Linked DNA regions of Mus musculus: regions 1, 2, 3, 4, 5 and 6 are each linked to region 7. A link is a contact called in public HiChIP or PLAC-seq, Micro-C and promoter capture Hi-C data. All regions are on one chromosome and are shown on one strand. Each heading gives the region's core, a stretch centred on a gene start, on an enhancer-like site or on the middle of the called end of the contact. The rest is flanking DNA. Distances are from core to core; before and after follow the strand shown.

Region 1 (2,700 bases), core at 185-2,684, 250 kb after region 7:
CGGATTACTTCCACACTGTGGTCCATTAACATGAAAGAGAAGAAGAAAGGACAGAGAGAACCTGTCAATACATGAACACGCAAAGCTTTGCCAAAATCCTCAAGACTTTTAAAAACAAAAATATATAAGTGCTTTGTCCTTAGGTCCTAGCAATCTTCAGAAATGCCTCCACTGAAAATCTGCCCATAAACCTTGGTGCCCAAGGTATTTCCTTTCAGCATCATAAAGTGATATGGCTGGCTCATCAGAAAGCCTCAGGCAAGGGCCTGCGGTTCTCTCTATTAAAAAAGCCCAGTAGAGTGTTTTCTGTGGCACATTCACTTGAAACTCAATCTGCATCGCAGAGTAAATGGTTCCTTACTGAAGATATTTGGCATATATCTAGTTGGAAGATATTTGGCATATATCTAGTTGGAAGATATTTGGCATATATCTAGTTGGAAGATATTTGGCATATATCTAGTTGGAAGAAATGTGTCCTGAGACATTGATCTGGTTTTACTTTCAAAAGAAGTCAGCAATAAGTCTCCACTAAGCAGTAAACAAACCGTGATCAATCCTGGCTAAAAACAGTTTGTCACTGTCCGTCTACTAGGAAGAGTGCAGTCTTTGTGCAGTAATGGATTATACATTCAAACTCCAGAAAGGGGAAGTCTGTGGCCAAAGGACTAAGTCCAAATGTCTGTCATCTATGATGCCAAATGGGGTGCCCAAAAGATTATTGCAATGTGAGGTATCAGTTTTCATAGAAATTTATTAAGGGATTTTCTTAGGCTTCTATTGTATTAACTGCTTGGAAAAAAACTGTATTTCATAAAATTAAGGGCAGCCTCAATGATAAGAATATGGTTTTTTCCCAGAAATCCCATTTTAAAGGTATTATATTGTAACATATTCAGTTTTGCTTTATTTTTATATAGTTCCATACCACAGCAGGACAGATTTGTTCCTGGACATCATGTTTGTTATTGATAGGCTAGGTTTTTTAATTATTGCTGATCTAAAAAAAAAAAACTTTAAAGTCCTGTGTGTGTGTGTGTGTGTGTGTGTGTGTGTGTGTGTGTGTGTGTGTATGTGTGTGTGTGTGTCTCACATTATCAGATACTTAGCTGAATTCTATCAGGGGTGTATATCATTTTGGATGCCTAGGTTTATAATCACTTGTATGCATGATTTTTTTCTGAATTGGTTTGTTTTAGTTTAATTAGTCCTGTCTTTACTCATTGAACTTCAATTCATGTCTTTGTATATTAATAAGAGCATTTGAAAGAACATAAAATTGCACCAATAATAGCACCGACCTACAATTTATTTCTGATCTGAGTAGGATTTCTTATCTTTACAGGAAGAGGGCTAGATGGTGTGTGAGAATTCTGAATGCTGTGCATCTAGTTCTAAAGGCTGGGCACAATACTTCCCTCTCAGAGTAACATGAGACCAGGTCATCTCTGAGTTTCCCCTAAACTAAAACCACACAATGACTAACATAAAACCCTATGAGAGAAAGATGAACAGATCTTAATTCTGCATGTGTTTATATATTTTAATGTGTGTTTTACTTTTCTGCCCCTCTCCCTGCATCCCTAACTAGCCACTCTGGCTCGGGTTTTTGCAGAGTAGCTTACTGTTTCCTTATTCCTTTACATGGGGAGGTGTTAGGACTAATAACAGTTCAGACCCATCATCCAACCTGTCCTAAACAGGCAGACCGTGTCAAGTGAGTAGGTTCTAGCCCTCTAGTCTCTAACTTCACCAATTAGGAAATTATGGCTTGCAAGATTAAGTGACTAACCCAACTCACACACACACACACACACACACACACACACACACACACACACACACACAATAACCAGAATCCCAGCATCTGTTACAGGCAATGCAAACCTGGCCTTCACTATGGTATTACGCAATAATCTCCCCTTACTGAAGGTTCACTTCCTATAGTTTCAGTTACCCACAATTAACTGTATCCAAAACATATTTGATGGAAAATTCCAAAATTAAACAATTTTTGCTTTAAGTTGTGTAATGCTCCCAAAGGGTGAACTGTTACCCCATCCTATCCTGCTCTGCCTGGATCTACCACACCTGAGATGTGATAGACCCTTAGCTGATACATTCCTCAGCATACACTATCCACATAGCAGCCATCTTAGCTACCAGATCTATTAGTAGGGCACTGAAGTGTCTGTGTCCAGGTAATGTTATCACAATGCTTAAGTCATCAACCACACTTCATCCTATCCTTCTGACATTATATCATCATATATCAAAGCAGGGTATACTGGTTGGTTTTGTGTCAACTTGACACAAGCTGGAGTTATCACAGAGAAAGGAGCTTCAGTTGAGAAAATGCCTCCATGAGATACAGCTGTAAGGCACTTTCTCAATTAGTGATCAAGTGGGGAAGGCCCATTGTGGGTAGTGCCATCCATGAGCTGGTAGGTAGTCTTGGGTTCTATAAGAAAGCAAGCTGAGCAAGCCAGGGGAAGCAAGCCAGTAAATAACATCCCTCCATAGCCTCTGCATCAGCTCCTGCTTCCTGACCTGTTTGAGTTCCAGTCCTGACTTCCTTTGGTGATGAATAGCAGTATGGAAGTGTAAGCTAAATAAACCCTTTCCTCCCCAGCTTGCTTCTTGGTCATGATGTTTGTGCAGGAATAGAAACCCTGACTAAGACACAAGGGTACACACAGA
Region 2 (2,700 bases), core at 50-2,549, 170 kb after region 7:
CTACAGTTTTATTTGCTTTCTATCATACTTAGCAACCTCATTTCTTTGACAGTCCCACTGGCGACTGGCATCCCAGGTCCTGAAGTCTCTCCCCTCTGCTTCTCTGATGATGAGTTAGCTAAAGCCTGATGAGTACATTCGTATGTGAGTTGTGTTTCTGATGGTTTGAGAATGTGTGCTTGATAGTCATCAACCACGGGAGGTAGGTAGTGCGTCCTGACTTTGTAGAGGAGTCTCAGGAAAGGCACCTTACCTCCCCATCACGGAGGTAAGTGGGTGTCAGCAGCAATTTGAATACAGAACCTAGTGAGTTGTCTACAGATCCCCAAATTGGGCTGCAATGTCTATTTTAAAAATCAGCTTCATCTATATATCTATACATTTAGATGTTTGAGCCATAAACAGGACAGCTAGACACTAAAAGGAACTGAGTCTCAATGGCCTAAGCCTGAGTGAATGGTAACAGTAGAGACTGCCTGTAGAGACTTTCAAGTTTCAAGTTTTTAAATGGGATCTGTCAGCAGCATTTGCCCATGGCCTGCATGGAACACTGTCAATAAAGGGCAGTGTTCTACCACGCTGATGGTTCTGTCTGCATCCATGTAACATGCAACGGATTACTACTGACATTGTCACACAAGTCCTTGACACATTAGGGACATTAGAGGAGCCACTGTATTTTGTCCCCACATGGAACAGTCTGAACACTCTCTCTATAAACCTAACCATGTTAGCAGCCCCCTCGGCAGAAACATTCAGTTGCTTTTGTCCCTGTTTGTAAACAGATAACCCCACGGACTTTTTAATGCATTCTCTGAGCATGTAAGGCTTTGTTATCCTGGCAAGGGGAGCTCAAGTCTAGAGAAAGACTCACTCTCGATCTGAGAGCACCACACCACATACTTTAAATTCTGCAATTGCATCTGGGAAAGGCACTCTTCACGTACGTGGTGTATCTGTTGACATGCGTTTTTGGTTGAAACACATCATTGGAACATACCTTTTACATACCTAAGACCCATCCAACATAGATGCTAATTTACGGCCTTTTTTTTTTTTCCATAAATAAGATTCAAAATTCGGATGGATTGGTGTTTAAGTTAATAAAATCTGTACTTGTCCCATGAGGCCTTGGTCTACAGAATCACAGATTGGACAGTGCCCATCTGGCCTGGAATCCTGCAGAAAACATCGCTATCTGACAGGCGTTGGCAGCTGGAGGCCATGGATTTAAGTTAAGCAATGTGATCTGCCCTGCTCCTGGCCCCTGAGCTGCCTAAGCTCAGCCCCAGATGAGGTGAAAAGACGGCTTTGTGGTCAAGTCTATCTTGACTCACAATTTCACTGTCTTATCATGACTAAAGCCGCTCACCGCGTCTGTGGTTTTCTTACATAAATTTTCAATCCAGCTCGTGTTATTATAAAGCTTCTTTTCCAGCCCCGATGCTGGGGCTGGACTTTTCGCTCGCATATTTTTTCCAGATGTGATGAGCTCTCCGTAGCCCTCCTGGTGAGCAAACGCGTATCCAGATCTTCTAGAGCTCGACCTGCGGGTCTGAGGCCTTCTGCTTCGCAGGGGTCTTTTCTTTCGCTGAGCTTTCTGCCACCGGCGGATCTGGAGAGAAAGAGCGCCACAGTGCAACCGTGAACCCAAGCATTAGACTCCAGACACCCAGCCACCGAGTAAAACGGAAGCCATTTTTGTTACTTAATTGAACGGCTACAACAAGAGAATCTTTGTCTTTACTCCAAAAGGAAACGTTAAGCCTAAAGCCGTAACATTCTCCACCTCAAAGAGGACACTAGACACTAATCAATTTTTTCCCGTTCTCGTGTAAACAAGAAACATTCCGATAAAATTCATTACTGACTCAATTTCATGGGCCATATGGTGAGTTGGGGGGTCAGGGGGTTGTTTTGTTTTAGTAACAGTGTTGGGAACAGAGCCCGGGATCTTGAGCATACTTTTGTATAGAATGTTATGTCTATAGTCCCAATACCCCGTCTTTCACCTCTCTTTCCCTTTTAGAGGCTCTCTAGATCTTGCAGTCACTAGTAACTGAATTAGGAGAAATTTTCAGAAATTAGACTCAGAATGTTCTCCCTCTTAAGGAAGGTCAACTTATCATGAGACTTCTGAGCTTTTCATTTATTCTGGTTTGGGGTGTGTGTGTATGTGTGTGTGTGTGCGTGTCTATGTCTGTCTGTCTGTTTTTCTGTCTGTCTGTGTCTGTGTTTATGTCTGTATGTGTATCTCTGTGTATGTCTGTGTGTCTGTGTGTGTGTGTCTGTGTATGTCTGTGTGTCTGTGTGTTTATGTCTGTATGTGTATCACTGTGTATGTCTGTGTGTCTGTGTGTTTATGTCTGTATGTGTATCACTGTGTATGTCTGTGTGTCTGTGTGTATCTGTGAGTCTGTGTGTTTATGTCTGTATGTGTATCTCTGTGTATGTCTGTCTGTCTGTGTCTGTGAGTCTGTGTGTTTATGTCTGTATGTGTATCTCTGTGTATGTCTCTGTGTGTGTGTCTGTGTGTGTGTGTGTGTTTATGTCTGTATGTGTATCTCTGCATATGTCTCTGTGTGTATGTAATTTACAAATATGAAGGTGTTGCTTTTTAAACAACATCTCCAGCACAGCCCCAAAATCAGAGGCTCAGGAAAACATTGTGGGGGGGGGGGTGCAGAAGGACCCAGAGGA
Region 3 (2,700 bases), core at 186-2,685, 220 kb before region 7:
TCAGTCCCACCGACAGCATGGGGGGCTGTTAGCTGGGGTGATGGATCGGTTGGGCTTCCTCCATTTAGGAGACTAGTTGACTTAGGGTGAGTTTCTTTGTGTGCCCTTTCCTGGCCTGTAATCTCTGTCCTGAGAAGGGCAGTCCAGGCTGGCTGGGTACTTTACCTGCACCCATGTAATTTTTAGTTGTGCAATCTCTGCCATGCAAATAAGGGAAGTGCTGGCTGCATAGTTCAGTCCTGGTCCAAGGCTCAGGCCACAGGCCTCCAGGCTGAAGTTCTATGGTATTAGATTACAGCATTCCAGACTGGCAGTTTAGGATTCCTGGACCATGCTAGTGAAAGTTCTCTAATGGGAACCAGCCCTATTTGTTGATCTCTTATTAAGTGTCCTCCCCCATACTTGACTATCCCTGTAAGGCCTAAGGCTGGTATATCTTACCTCAGCATCTCCTAGTATCCCCTGCAGTCACAAGGGCATGGCTACCACCCTCAAGGGCCTTCCCACATGTTCAGTACAGTTTTGTTTTGTTTTTATTTAGCCTTCTTTGAAATATTTCTAAATGACCCTCAAAGAAGCCTTACTTCCTTATTTATAAGGTAAGCAGAGATCTCGCTACAGTTTGTAGCACTTATACTTCTTAGGTATGTAGAGGGATCCCCATACTTGTAGAGAGAAAGAATTGGGACAGAGTAGTCATTCCTTCATTTAATAGATGTTCATCCTAGGCTCATGTCAGCCAGTTAGGGACACAAAAATTAACAAGATGGATGCAGTTCATATCTCAGGTAAAACAGAATGTGGAAGTGGAGAGACATGTTAAACAAATGCCCATTTCCGGAAAGCACTGTTGACTTGTAGTCGTCCTCTGCCCCTGGCTATGCTTTCTCTTCTGCAGTAATCCCCCAGCCTTGGCAGGAGGGTGTGATACCGATGTAGTATTTAGGGATGAGTGTTCCAAAGTCTGCTATTCTCTGCACCTCTATCAGTTGTGGGACTCTGCAGTGATCATCATCTATTTCTGCTATTATTTTACTAACTGGGTGGGGTAATAAACTGACTCCTATTGACTTACTATGAAAGCATCCGTAGCTCTCATAGAGTCTTCTATTTGACTCCTGCTTTATAAGGCTGTCAAGTTCAAAGAGTACAGCTACAGCAATTTAGGAAAAGTAAGTTTTTGTTGTTTTGTTTTTTTCTTCCTGGAAAATTTGGGGATTGAACTTCTTTTTTTTTTTTAAATAAAGATTTAAATTTCTAAATTTTAGTCTACTCATTGAGATAATTATTAAAATTGTGAAGGGAGATGTAATATTAAGCTTCATAGCACCTTGGCAGTACACAGATGGAGCAGAAGCAGTGCTTGTTCAATGACCATTTCCTGCTGGGACACACTTCCTCTTTGGGAGGTGGCAGCCCCAGGGTTCTCCCTGAGGGATTACTCACTGCTGTTTCTACCTTGAGGTTGATGAGTAAGTGCTGGTGTCCTGAGGAGACTCCAGACATATACAACTTTATTTTCTGGCTCTTAACACGGAATTCTAGCCTCTCTGCCAGAGCCACAGTGACCTGGAACAAGTGTGATGCATGTGACAGCTTCGTGTTGTGACTGCTCCCTTCTAAAGACACAGGAAGAATCCGGAGCTAGCCTGTATCTCTGAAACAGTAGTGAGACTGCCAGGCCCTTTGGGGAATGTCTTCAGAGAGCTGACTAGAAGAGAGGGCATGTCTTTTGTAGCTGAGGTTTTTAATCAAATTCAGAGCCTCTTATTATTGCGGATGTCTCCTGAGGACCTTGTGTGTACCCTAGGCTGGCCTGGAACTGGTCTAGAATGCCTCAAAATTGCCACCCTCCAGCCTGTATCTCCTAGGTGCTAATAATGATCATGTGCCATCACATCTAGTTGAAATACATTGGAATTTAATTGTATAACTCCATATGTGCCATTGAAATTGGCAACTGAATTTGGCTACTTGGTACATATTGCTTTCCAAGATGATATAGCTAAAACACATTTTAAAAACCAAATTTTCTCATAAATAAGACTTAATTTGCTTAAAAGCAGGCACAGTTCCTTTTTCTCAGTTAGTTCTTGGAGAATTTAATGGCGTGTCTTTTGATAGTAATCACACTCCACCCCTTAACCAGCCAAATTTGTCTTTTTTTAAACCCTGAAGTTCATGTTGGGTGGCAGTATATGCCTTTAATCCCCCCATTATTGGGGAAGCAGAGGTCAGCCTGGTCTACATAATGAGTTTCAGGCTAGCAGTTGTGACATTGTAAGATTCTGCCTCAAAAACCAAACCAAACTGAACCAAAAGTAACGACGACACCAATACTCTAAACTACAAACCCCAACTAAACCCACTGAGTCCTATTTTTCTTGGAGGGTTTGGCCATACACTGGAGCATGGTTGAATGACCAGGGGCCACACTCTTAAATTTGACTTCAAGAAAATTTACTACATTTCCCAGCAGTTGTCAATTGCCAATCACTTCTTAGGTAGGGGAGGAACATCACGCCCACCTCCCCTTTCCATGCTGAGATTTTATCTGACTTGAGCTTACACAGGTGTTGTGTGGCTTGCTGTCACACTGCTGTGAGTTGATCTCACAACTACTATGTTGTGTTTGGAAACCACGGTTTCATTTTAGTCCTGTACTGCCTCTGGCTCTTAGATTCTCTCCACCTCTTCTTT
Region 4 (2,700 bases), core at 71-2,570, 130 kb after region 7:
TCTTGCAGATAACACCCTATGCTCAGCATTTGAAATTTCCTAGGCATGGGTACTATTCAGGGAACTTTTATTCTGAAATTACCTCAGGAATCCATAACACATTTTGTGTATATTCTTAGTAGCAGCATCTTCGTCCTCAGGGTAGAATAAACTTGGGGAAAAGGACAGCCCATCGCTAAAGATCATTTGGCACTAAAGCTAATGAACACAGTAGGCAATGAAATTGGGCATTGCCTTTTTTGGTAAAAAAAAACAAGTAGAGAGTAGAGGAACAGGGCCCATTTTCTTTCTGACTCATGGGTTGGCTCTGCAGGCAGTTCTAAAAGAGGATTGTTGGAAAGGATTTGGACAGTGTGGCAGTATCATAACTAGTGGCATCTCCTATTCAGTCATATAACAAATATTTATGAGGCAATGAATAGGGAGAAATTGCCCGTTTCCTTTTAGCTGTGTGTATTTGTGATGTCCAGGACATACTTCATGACCATACCTTACAGATAGTTTTTAATCAGGCAACAGATTCTCTCCTTCATGCCTCCTTCAGTCACTGGCCTCTCCCAATATAGCTTTCTCTCTCACACACACATTTTCCATTAAATGCACATCTCACTATAAACATTATGATTTAGCCATATGTGACCTTTAACATTCAATAGATAGATAGATAGATAGATAGATAGATAGATAGATAGATAGATAGATAGATGATAGATAGACAAATAGAGATAGGTATATGATATATATGATTAATATATATCAATCATATAATATATTTCTACCTCTCTAGCTCTATCACTATATACATATATACATGTATATATATATATATATATATATATATATATATATATATACATATATACATGTATATATATATATATATATATATATATATATATATATATATATATATATAGCTTAGAATGACTGCCAGTATAGACTTAGCAGGTCAGTTTTCTTAACTGGGTTGTTGCTTGGTTTTCCTCTCTTTCGTGGTGCTAAGGATCACATGCAGGTCCCGTGCATGCCAGGCAAGCACTCAACCACTGAGTACATCCCCGCTGAGCCCAGGTCTCCTGACTGAAGCTCAGGCTGCCTTCAAGGTTACCCTCTTCACATTTCTACCTCTGAGAGTTAAGATATGAACTGGAACTAGCAGGCTTTTGCCAGCAGAGCTAGCTACACCTAACCACACATGGAAATCATTTTCCACCTTCCGGGGCAAATTGCAAAACCACTGGAATGAAGCAGATGAGGACTGAGGTAGATCAGAAGAGTCAGCCCTAGACACAGGCCAGGCCGTGACGTGCACAGTCATCAGAAAAGTCAGCCCTAGACAAGGGCCGTGACGTGCACAGTCACCAGGAGGAGGCGGTCCCTTTAATCACACAGCTGTAGCAAGGAAAGTGATTTGGTGTGACAATCAGCCAGTTTGTTTTGCTAAAGAAAAGCATGGGACAGAAAAAAAAATGGTAGTAAGGCAGATAGGTTATGACTGCAAGTGGTGGTGGTAGCCAAAGGCTCTACCATTAGGGAGAAGAGGGGGAAGGAAGGAAGGAAGGAAGGAAGGAAGGAAGGAAGGAAGGAAGGAAGGAAGGAAGGAAGGAAGGAGAAATGGAGGGGGGAGGGAAGAGAAGGAGAGGAAAGGAGAGGGAAGGGAAGGTAAAGGAGAGGGAAGGAAGGGAACGGAAGGGAAGGGAAGGTAAGGTAAGGTAAGGTAAGGGAAGGGAAGGGAAGGAAGACTGCTTGCCCAGAAAGACACAATGAATTTTACACCCTCCCCGAAAGTTTCCAATGAACTTGGAATAATAAAGTTTATGAAACCAAACCCACACTACAGATCATTTGAATCCAACATCCTGGGCATGGACTCCATATTTCACTTTGGGTCACTAAGTTTCTAGTGTCTAGCTAGAGTTGAGAGCTAATGATGGCCTCTCATTTCGTGTTAAAGAAGAAGAAATGAAACTTGAGTATTTTATACTGACAACCTGAGAACCAGGCAAAGAAGAGGAGACCAGCAGATAAACAGTGATGGCATAGACATGGGTTGGGTCAAAGAGTTTAGATTGGGTGAACTGGCCATGGCAGAAGTAGATTCTTTAAGTAGTCAAGTTATTTGGCTTCAAGGCATCTCTGAGAGAACCATGCCTACATGTGGACAGGATATGAAGACAATTTTGGCACCATCAGCTGGTAACTCAATCTCTATGAGCCTCAGTATTTTCATCTGTAAAATGGGAATACCAATCACACCTGTCTTGCCAGATGCACATATTCTAGCCAGAGCAGAAAACTAACAAGCAGAAAGTCCTTCTAAGTCATAGTTCCTTAAATAGAATTTCATAACTAAATGTGGAAATCAAGAAAAGTTTGGCTGTGGTAAATGGCTTCTGGATATGCAGCAACCAAAAACTAATTCAAAATCCAATATATAACAGGTTTAAACACTAACCCTTGTTGCATGCATAACTTCACAGTGAGCACTCTACCCTACCTGGCCCTAGCTCCACACAGTACCAACAGTCATTATGGGAAACACACAACCCTCGCTGCAATATGCTGTGTCTTATAGATTTACTGCTTTTGATGTGTGTACAATGCCCTCTGCTCTTACAAGAAGAGAAAAAAAAACCAGCTCAATTCTGGAAAACAAAGACCCGATAATTTTCCTATTCCCATCCTTCAAAATGTATTAAG
Region 5 (2,700 bases), core at 190-2,689, 150 kb after region 7:
CAATGGAGGCCTCTACTCAAGAGTGAGTGTACTTGGACATCCTCAGAGATGCTTGGAGATCTCTTCTTAAATGTACTGCTGAATATTCAGGATTCCAACTAGTCTCAGGCAACAGAGGAACTCTTCAAATGCAGGCTTATCAGATTCTGGGCTCAGATGCAGCCATCTTTGAGATGAAAACATGTGGAATGTGAAGGCATATACAGGTGATCACCAACAAAAGTGGCCACCTTTTGTTAACTCTGTTCCTGGCACATTGCCATGATAGTCTAACTTTGTTACCTTGATCAGTCTACAAACAGAATCCTTTAGAAAGGTACCATTGTCTCTTTTGCAGGTTGTAGTTGCCTGCAGCCACACTAACTGGGTTCCTGAGTGGGAGGCAGGAGCTGTATGGGAGAAAACGGTGAGAGAAATAATGGAGGCCAAGACATATTTCTGTTCAAGGCCCCAAGTTTACTAAGAGTCTGTACTTATAAAGACAGGAGGCTCATCCTCTGACAATCCGTTCTTGATGCCTGTTACCAGCCTGTAGGCCATCTGCCGGATGTTGTCTCAGACCTGCTGTTTCTGGAATATCTCAAGGGCCTCTCAGCAGGTACCAGTGTCTTGGAGAAGAGCAGCAGCAGATGACAGAACAATAGAGCCATCTAGGTCGGAAGGCTTTACCCCAGGTGGTCTCATTCTCAGTGGCAGCAAGGTCAAAGTCAGTCTACTCCAGGCTGGGGGAGGCTACAGCAGGTAGAAGAATCAAGACCCAAAATGAGTGAGAAATCTTCCCAAGAAACTTGTAAGAAGAAGTGGAGTTTTCACTCTGTTGGGTCACTTTCTGGGACCAGTAGTTTTATTCCATCATTCCTCCAAGAAGGCTTTTGTGATTTCCCCATTTGTTAGGCATATATCAGATCTGGTGGCACTTACATTACAGGCTTTAAATATTATGTAATAATTACTTAAGATGCCCTATGACAGTATAGCAACACTATAGCTGGTACATAGTAGCCAGTTGATGCTTACAGAGTGAAGAATGTACACCAAAAGCATTTGTCTAGAGTTATAAGTCATGAGCTGATTTCAGAGAAAATTAGCAACCATGCACAAGAGCCAAACTGAAACTCTCCCCCTGCCTTCCCTCTGGCCCTAGAGAGGAAGGGTATTTGTCTTGGAGACTTGTACCCAGCCTCTTCAAATACCAGAGGTGAATAAAGGCCCCTAGAATCCAGGACATTTACCTCCTCCAGTTAACCACATCAGAACATTCTGGTCTAATCAGAGCCTATGATTCTAGCTATGTTTCAAACATCTTTCCCCACAGACTGGGAGCCAAGGGAATGACTTAGCATGACTCACTAGGAGTCAAGGGAAAGTGAGTGCTGCTGTGGTTTCTCCTCTTGGTTGAAAGGTCAGCTGGTCCCGGGATGGGCACCCCATGGGGTCTGAATTGCCAGGATGACATCTTTTCTCTCCTCATTTATCCTCATAGCTCTCCCTTCTTTACCCCTCGGAACTGAATGACACCTCAGGGGACTTATGTCTGAATCATACCAGGAGGTCAAGAGTGAGGAAATAAGAGATTTGGACAGACATCCTTCCCTCAGCTAAGTGAATAATAGTCCTAGTAGTCATAATAACCAGCAGTCATTGACGTGTGTGGTATGCCAGCCACTGCACTAGGAGCTGTAATGCATAGCAAATGTGAACTCTCTCCTCTGTTGGGTACCAACCATGATTCTCACAAGCAGGATTCTCACAAGCACCACCTCTTTAATACTCACAACAATCCCATGATGTGGGTCCAATTATTATTACCATTTTACAAAATGGGCATAACTACACACACACACACACACACACACACACACACACACAGAGAGAGAGAGAGAGAGAGAGAGAGAGAGAGAGAGAGGCAGAGGGAGAATAACTTTATTAACTTGCTTAAGGCAAGCAGAGCTAGAAGAGGAGGTAATGGGACATTTAGAACCTGGTTTGGGAGCTTATTAATGAACTTATTTAAATATCTGATCTTTGCCAAGATAACTAGGCTTCCTATTTCACAGATGATGAAGCTCCGTGTCAAGAGTGTTAGATGTTGGCATTACCTTAGTAACAACTAACTGAGAGGGGTGGGGTGAGACTCTATTCTGAGTTCTTTCCATAGCATCATGCTAAACTAAAGCTCCATTGAAATACATCACAGAAAAAAAGTAATTTTTACAAATCGTCAAAGAAGCAAACTCCTCGGAAACAGTTTTCTGAAGTCTCTGGGGACTCTGACTCTGTGCGGGACACCTTTTTCTCAGCAAGCTGATGTTTCACCTTTCTTTCTAATTAACAACCCTCCCAAAGATAAGGCTTTGTGAGGCAAGCCTGCACCAGTACCGACCAGTGCAGGCAGCATGTCTCTTTGAAGTTGACCTCCAATCCCAGGAAGGAGCTCAAAGATTGGGCACCGGGGAGGTCTCATTGCACTTGTTGACCCTAAGCTCAGACAGAGAAGCTAAGATCTCAAAGGGAATTCCACACTTGTGTACTCTCTTCCTTCTGATACCCAGCTCACTTGCTTGTTTATTAAAGAATGAAAATGAATAGAGAGAACGTAGGTAGCCTTATTACCTCCATGATAACTTTAAGAACTGGCATTGGTGATTCCTCTATGAGCTGGGCCAGTTCCTGGCCAGTGTTCTTAATCTCTGGCTCAGA
Region 6 (2,700 bases), core at 199-2,698, 250 kb before region 7:
AGGGTCAGCTGCTACCAAGAGGCCAAGAAGGTAAGGCCTTTGTAGTTTCCATGCCATATATCAGGGATGGGCTGCAGGATCTATGGGAAGTAGGAAAAGAAGAGTGTTCATTAGCTATGAAAGTCTGTCGATGCATACAAAAAAGGGACGGCACTGTCTAGAGGGAGGGCTGAAGTCAAAGACTTCACTTTTATATAATTAAATTTTATTATTATTATTATTTATTTATTTATTTTTGAGACAATGTTTTTCTGTGTGGCCCAGGCTGTCCTGAAACTCACTCTGTAGACCAGGCTGGCCTCGAACTCAGAAATTCACCTGCCTTTGCCTCCCAGGTGCTGGGATTAAAGGTGTGAGCCACCACTGCTCAGCAATTAATATTATTTTTAATGACTAGTCAAGTGCAGTGGAGAGAATGGGGGGGGGAGAGAAAGTGTTTCATTTTTATTTTTATTTTTTTAAGGGGAGGATTGGTAAAGCTTACTATTCTTTTTCTGACCCTTGATATAACTATCTGAGGGAAAAGTAAAAAAAGATAAAAAAGAACACTTGAACTTTTAGAATTAAATTTGGCTCTCTCTATTTCCCCACTTAAGAAATAGCAGATGTATATATTTTTATAGTACTATCTGAGCCCAGTGCTCTTACCCAGAGGGAAGGGCATGTGCGTCCTACTTCCTGATCCTCTAAGTAGTCCTGACCACACCTGCACTCATCTTTGCAAGGGGAGCGAAATCATGAAGAGGGGTTTGGTGGTGGTGGTTGTTGTGTTCTCTTGCTAAAATGAGACACAATCTTGACTGAAAGAAAATGGTATAATTTTCTCAGAGTCTTTAAGTGCCAACTCTACATGTGGCTCTTAACATCATCAGAGCACAAGAATTCAGTGAACTGTAGATATGAGATAGTTCAAAATTTCCCTTTGTATTAGCATTTCTATTAGTACCCTGGTAAGAACCACATAGTGTACAGAATAAAACTGAGCTCAATAAAGGGAGTGTTTATAGAGTTACCAGTTTGGGGAATGGTCTAGGAAGGGCTCCTGGGCTAGATGCCACATGGTTCAGGAGCAGCTTTGGAACCTCACTGTTGAAGTCTAGCAACAAGGGAATGAATGCTAGGGTAACAGGAATGGGAATGACAAAGAGGGTTGTGAATGGGAAGATGTCTGCAGAGGGCAATCTCCTGGGGCCAGAGCATACTGTGGGAAGCAGGGGCTGGGGAGAGTGATGAGGATAATAAGTGTGTTTCCTAAGGATACCAGGGCCTGCAGGGATCCGTGACTGAAGCTATTCCAGCTATTCACATTGAATAGGTCCTGTTTCGCTGCACTCATTATAAGTAGATGTGGAAATTATTCATTAATAAACTGAAGTTTTCTGGGTGGAGGCTAGTGCAACAAAATGTCCCCTTAAGCTAGACTCCAGAGAGTGGAAGTTATGAATGGCAGCGGTAAGTGCTAGATAAGCAGACAGCACAGGAAAATACTCAGGGCAAGGGAAGGCCCTATCCCCAAGATAGGCTTTCCTGATTTCAGGATGTCAGAATGAAGGCACATCCTCTCTTTCACCATCCTGTACTCAGTCTCTGAAGGAGGGAAATTAAGAAGCATAAACACAAGTTCTATCTTTGATAAACCTGAAACCACAAAACACAAAGATGGAAAGTGGACGAGAGAACGGTTGCATGACTTAGCAGAAGGAAGAAAGGTCAAAGCTAAGTGCCATGGGGAGGAGACATAGATAGAAGCAAGCTGACTCATCCTAGTCTCAGGGAAGGATAGAAAGAAAGCGGGGTGGAATGACAGGGTGGTGTGGTGTGGTGTGGTGTGGTGTGGTGTGGTGTGGTGTGGTGTGGGGCAGTGTTCTTTTTTGAAAACTAGTTAGAACCTCGAAGCTCTGTCTTACCTGGGACCATCCCAGCCTATGTGTACCGAAAGGTCCCTAGAGAAACATGGGGTACTTTCTGAAGGCTGCAAATGGATTTGGTAACTGGGAAATGACATGCTATTTTGCTTCTGAACAGTGAAGTTTCTAGTTCTCGATGCTCAGGTCAGCTCCAGCACACTGGCAGCCTTGTCATTTCACACCTTAGCAAGAGTACCAGAATGTCCTTGGAGGGAATGTAATGGGCCCATGACATGCAGTGTGACCCTGTCACGGTGATTTCCAAAGCTTTGTGTTTACTGACTCACTCTGAACTATGGTAAGGCATCCAAGGATAGTCAGATTTTGGAAGAAAACATCTCAAATAAAACAGACAGAATAAAAAGGAGAACACAAGGATGAATAGGGCCAACAATGCTGATAGGAAAGGAGACATTGTGTCTTCAGGCTGATGAGACTATGCTAAACTAAGTGCCTGGTTAAAGAACAGACACTAAGACCTTTCATATATGAAAAATGTAATCACTAACATATAAAATTTAGTAAGAGGATTGGAAAATTATCTGGTAGCATAGGAAATAAAAACAACTAATAAATGAGTGAAAAATAAGAAAATGTGTGAATCAGTTCCAGAAAATTCCAACTATTTAGAAGTAGCAGTGAAAGCAGCCACTAGAAGCAACAGTTGTTACCCCAGTGACAATGTGTTTAAATGCACTTAAAACCAATCACAAGTCTGGTTTTGATAAACCAAAGAGACATAAGTAATCCTTTGAGATTTGGTCTTTTGCTATGTATTGTGATGCTAAATACT
Region 7 (2,700 bases), core at 167-2,666:
ATGCCTAACTGTGATGTTGTGCACAAATAACTAAAGCTTAATTCCTAAGGCAGGTAGACATGTCAATGTGGGTCTCAAAGTAGACTCTCAACTGTTTTAGCATTCAACATATATGAATACCATTCTGGTGGCTCTCACATTGCGTCTCAAAAGGTTAGTAACTTCTTTTTCTGTTTTGATAAGTGAAGGTATAGTGGACTGGCTGACATTTAGAATGACTTTTGTTCTGCATGCCTCTCTTTATTAAAACATTTTTGCTTAAAGTCTAAATTCAAATATCCATGGTCTAATTTCTACCTCACTCTCACTAGTTCTGAAATTCCTTTTCTGTATCCAAATCAGGAATACCAGTTTGGCTCGAGTTGAGGTCTCCAAAACATTAAGGGACCTATTCAGTCTGCTAAGAGTGACAGAAGGGATTCTCCTCTCCTCCTCTCCTCTCCCCTCCCCTCCCCTCCCCTCTCCTCTCCTCTCCCCTCCCCTCTCCTCCTCTCTCTTCCCTTCCCTTCCCCTTCTTCCTTCCCCTTCCCTTCCCTTCTCTTCTCTTCCTCTCCTCTTCTCTCTCTCTCTCTCCTCCTCCTCCTCCTCCTCCTCCTCCTCCTTCTTCTTCTTCTTCCTCTCTGTGTCTCTCTGTCTGTCTGTCTCTGTCTCTCCTATTCAAGTAGAAGCTACCACTCATGACCAGGCTGGAAATGGGCCTTTCTCCTACTTACAGGTGTGATCCTGGGAATTCATGTTAACCATTGTCTATTTTTCTGTTAAAACTTTTATATAAATTCTGGTGTGGTAAATATCAGTGTCCTGGCTTGTCATTCGTGATTACACACAAGGCTGTTCTTTTTCTCCCATTGGTTAATTTCATAATTCTCCACTCATTAAACAAATTGCTTGATATATGACAGTTTTGTTTCTAATTTAACAACTATTGTTTAGGTTTCTTTGAGGTGGAGCATAGAAAAATAATTTAATCACTTATCCACATATATTAGACTTTAAAAAAAAATAAAAGAAAAATACAGTAGGTGTCAACTCTGCGTGTTGTAAGCAAAGCACAAAATGCATAAACGGTTTTCCTAAGAAGTCTATCAAGCTTGAACTACCAACCACCTAAAGCTACAAGTCTGAGATCTCGTAAATATAGTATTTGGGGAGGTAAAGCGGTGTTACTAGCTCCTCACTAACTCACAGAAACTACTTTCGAAAAGGCTGTTCCGGAACACGTCCCCAGTTGCGCTGGGGGCCCACAACGGGCGGCACAGCAGGAAGCTGACGGTTCCTTTGGAACAGGTCACCCGGGAAGCGAAGGCGGGACTTCCGAACCAGTTCCTCCTGCTCGCCCACGGGATTCTCCCTCTGAGCATGCGCCGTGGTCAGCTTCCCCGTGGCCCTGGCAACCGCCAGGCCCCGCCCTCCGGTGTTCTGCGGAAAGCGCTCCGGGGGGGAGCGCGTGGAGCGGAGGCGGTACGGACCGAGAGTTGAGCGTGGTGCAGGTCGGCATCCCCTCGGGTCGGGTGGCTCGGGCCGGACGCCGGCCAGGCCCAGCGGAGGTCTCACTGCGGGCTAGTGCTGCGTGTGGCGTGCCCGTGGGGGCAAGACTTGAGTGGTCTGGGGCCTAAATGAAGCCTTATTAGGCTTCCCGAGTCGGCGTTGCTCACTCCTGGCAAGGCCAGCTCCCTGTGAGCACCGATCTGTAATTCAGGCTTTGGCGTGGTTTCGGCATGGTCGCGGGAAAAGGAAACCAGATGTGTGCTGTTACCGTCAGCCGATAAGCAGACGCGTTTCTTGTGTGTCTATTTCTTGGGAATGTGAGACAAGTATAGTAACACTTTGCGTTGCTAGTTCCACGAGGTTGGGTAAGGATGAAGAGCCCAAGATTGCAGCATTTCAGGGCTGTTTATGATTGAACTCCAAATGCAAAAATTTCCAAGACATTTCGCCTGTCATATAATGTGTTCTGTGGGAAGGGAGTCAAGTTCTGTGTTTAAAAAATGGCGGTGGTATCTTGGATGTTTAAAAAAAAGGGGGGGGGGGGCGAGAGGGATATTGTACCTCATCAAATTATACGATCAGTTCTTAGTACTTCACAAGCAAATATTGAAAACAGTCTTATCTGGTCCTGAATTTGTCCACAATTCAAAATAGGAGAAATTTAAAGAATATTCCCTTGGGAGGCAAATCAGCTTAGTGTGTTGGAAAAAGTAGCCTTGTTCCGCCGATCTGTGTAGTGCCCCAAAGTTGAGTAGAAAGATAAGTCCTGGATGCCTTCTACAGAGTGGTTTCAATTTAGTTGATAAGTATTTGAATCTATCTAAAAAAAATCAAGAATAGGTAAATCGGAAAGAGTTGTACTTTTGCCTCATTGAAAAGTGCCTCCAAATGAATATGTTTGTCCATATCAAATATGTGGACCCAGGGATAAGTAGTCAGAAGTGTAAAAGATTGTCTTTGTGTGAGTTTATAACTGAGTTAGAATCTGACTTTGAGCCTAAAAATAGATGTTATGTGCAAAGCAGACAGGATGAAACTGCATAAGTATCATTATTTTTAGAGAAATTGAGTGGAAAAAAAAGTTTTTCAGCCCAATTTGCAGAGTAGACCATCAGGATGCTAGTTATTTGCCCTAGGAACCGCCCTTGTTTTCTAATTCTTTACAACTCTCCCCCACCCAACTCCAGCTGCATCGCCCTGCACGTATTTGAT

What was found. Promoter capture Hi-C pulls out the DNA fragments that hold promoters and counts their contacts. Hi-C and Micro-C count contacts between places; a contact is called where the count stands out from the background. HiChIP or PLAC-seq counts read pairs in DNA pulled down with a chosen protein or histone mark.
Region 1: a contact with region 7 is called in an H3K4me3 HiChIP or PLAC-seq map of bone marrow-derived macrophages, with 2.3 times the contacts expected there. The contact joins the enhancer-like site here to the promoter of Dtwd1 in region 7. A contact is called at or near these places in 2 of 39 promoter capture datasets (the HPC-7 cell line and cranial neural crest), 2 of 115 datasets of contacts at active chromatin or transcription factors (the NIH/3T3 cell line and bone marrow-derived macrophages) and 2 of 9 other capture datasets (adipose tissue and macrophages).
Region 2: a promoter capture Hi-C map of the 3T3-L1 cell line shows a contact between it and region 7, with 5 times the contacts expected there. The contact joins the enhancer-like site here to the promoter of Dtwd1 in region 7. A contact is called at or near these places in 3 of 39 promoter capture datasets (the 3T3-L1 cell line, 3T3-L1-derived adipocytes and cranial neural crest), 1 of 484 Hi-C or Micro-C datasets (adipose-derived mesenchymal stem cells), 3 of 115 datasets of contacts at active chromatin or transcription factors (the HPC-7 cell line, bone marrow-derived macrophages and effector CD8 T cells) and 3 of 9 other capture datasets (adipose tissue, liver and pancreatic islet).
Region 3: an H3K4me3 HiChIP or PLAC-seq map of bone marrow-derived macrophages shows a contact between it and region 7, with 4 times the contacts expected there. The contact joins the enhancer-like site here to the promoter of Dtwd1 in region 7. A contact is called at or near these places in 3 of 39 promoter capture datasets (the 3T3-L1 cell line, 3T3-L1-derived adipocytes and the HPC-7 cell line), 1 of 484 Hi-C or Micro-C datasets (myocytes), 2 of 115 datasets of contacts at active chromatin or transcription factors (both in bone marrow-derived macrophages) and 1 of 9 other capture datasets (adipose tissue).
Region 4: a contact with region 7 is called in an H3K27ac HiChIP or PLAC-seq map of the NIH/3T3 cell line, with 2.5 times the contacts expected there. The contact joins the enhancer-like site here to the promoter of Dtwd1 in region 7. A contact is called at or near these places in 1 of 39 promoter capture datasets (cranial neural crest), 3 of 115 datasets of contacts at active chromatin or transcription factors (the NIH/3T3 cell line, bone marrow-derived macrophages and embryonic stem cells) and 2 of 9 other capture datasets (liver and pancreatic islet).
Region 5: an H3K27ac HiChIP or PLAC-seq map of the NIH/3T3 cell line shows a contact between it and region 7, with 2.5 times the contacts expected there. The contact joins the enhancer-like site here to the promoter of Dtwd1 in region 7. A contact is called at or near these places in 2 of 39 promoter capture datasets (the 3T3-L1 cell line and cranial neural crest), 3 of 484 Hi-C or Micro-C datasets (adipose-derived mesenchymal stem cells and embryonic fibroblasts), 5 of 115 datasets of contacts at active chromatin or transcription factors (the HPC-7 cell line, the NIH/3T3 cell line, bone marrow-derived macrophages and 2 more) and 2 of 9 other capture datasets (adipose tissue and pancreatic islet).
Region 6: a Micro-C map of the G1E-ER4 cell line shows a contact between it and region 7, with 5 times the contacts expected there. The contact joins the enhancer-like site here to the promoter of Dtwd1 in region 7. A contact is called at or near these places in 9 of 39 promoter capture datasets (the 3T3-L1 cell line, 3T3-L1-derived adipocytes, the HPC-7 cell line and 5 more), 17 of 484 Hi-C or Micro-C datasets (B cells, the BV-2 cell line, the C2C12 cell line and 9 more), 6 of 115 datasets of contacts at active chromatin or transcription factors (the NIH/3T3 cell line, astrocytes, bone marrow-derived macrophages and 3 more) and 3 of 9 other capture datasets (adipose tissue, liver and pancreatic islet).

Annotation. Positions count from the first base shown.
Region 1 is chr2:126,397,782-126,400,481 of GRCm38.p6, forward strand. It overlaps Atp8b4 (ATPase, class I, type 8B, member 4), which reads right to left. Exons shown (of 28, transcript NM_001080944.3): 13 at 1-15. Among named protein-coding and RNA genes, the nearest start is that of Atp8b4, 92 kb to the right of the region's middle. Within about 2 kb of position 1,435, at least 7 of the 459 cell types and tissues checked have an H3K27ac peak or open chromatin away from gene starts, as enhancers often do. A contact at or near this core is called in the HPC-7 cell line and bone marrow-derived macrophages, where this site is marked.
Region 2 is chr2:126,321,477-126,324,176 of GRCm38.p6, forward strand. It overlaps Atp8b4 (ATPase, class I, type 8B, member 4), which reads right to left. Exons shown (of 28, transcript NM_001080944.3): 28 at 1-1,615. The coding sequence ends at 1,334. Among named protein-coding and RNA genes, the nearest start is that of Atp8b4, 170 kb to the right of the region's middle. Within about 2 kb of position 1,300, at least 36 of the 459 cell types and tissues checked have an H3K27ac peak or open chromatin away from gene starts, as enhancers often do. A contact at or near this core is called in adipose-derived mesenchymal stem cells, where this site is marked.
Region 3 is chr2:125,932,671-125,935,370 of GRCm38.p6, forward strand. All of the region lies in intron 7 of Galk2 (galactokinase 2), which reads left to right. Among named protein-coding and RNA genes, the nearest start is that of Galk2, 68 kb to the left of the region's middle. Within about 2 kb of position 1,436, at least 46 of the 459 cell types and tissues checked have an H3K27ac peak or open chromatin away from gene starts, as enhancers often do. A contact at or near this core is called in bone marrow-derived macrophages, where this site is marked.
Region 4 is chr2:126,282,976-126,285,675 of GRCm38.p6, forward strand. No RefSeq gene overlaps it. Among named protein-coding and RNA genes, the nearest start is that of Dtwd1, 130 kb to the left of the region's middle. Within about 2 kb of position 1,321, at least 21 of the 459 cell types and tissues checked have an H3K27ac peak or open chromatin away from gene starts, as enhancers often do. A contact at or near this core is called in the NIH/3T3 cell line, where this site is marked.
Region 5 is chr2:126,301,967-126,304,666 of GRCm38.p6, forward strand. No RefSeq gene overlaps it. Among named protein-coding and RNA genes, the nearest start is that of Dtwd1, 150 kb to the left of the region's middle. Within about 2 kb of position 1,440, at least 51 of the 459 cell types and tissues checked have an H3K27ac peak or open chromatin away from gene starts, as enhancers often do. A contact at or near this core is called in the NIH/3T3 cell line, adipose-derived mesenchymal stem cells and embryonic fibroblasts, where this site is marked.
Region 6 is chr2:125,899,498-125,902,197 of GRCm38.p6, forward strand. The region is part of intron 5 of Galk2 (galactokinase 2); the gene reads left to right. Among named protein-coding and RNA genes, the nearest start is that of Galk2, 35 kb to the left of the region's middle. Within about 2 kb of position 1,449, at least 58 of the 459 cell types and tissues checked have an H3K27ac peak or open chromatin away from gene starts, as enhancers often do. A contact at or near this core is called in the C2C12 cell line, the G1E-ER4 cell line, the HL-1 cell line and 6 more, where this site is marked.
Region 7 is chr2:126,150,725-126,153,424 of GRCm38.p6, forward strand. It overlaps Dtwd1 (DTW domain containing 1), which reads left to right and starts at 1,417. Exons shown (of 5, transcript NM_026981.2): 1 at 1,417-1,490. It overlaps Fam227b (family with sequence similarity 227, member B), which reads right to left and starts at 1,280. Exons shown (of 17, transcript NM_029455.3): 1 at 1,187-1,280.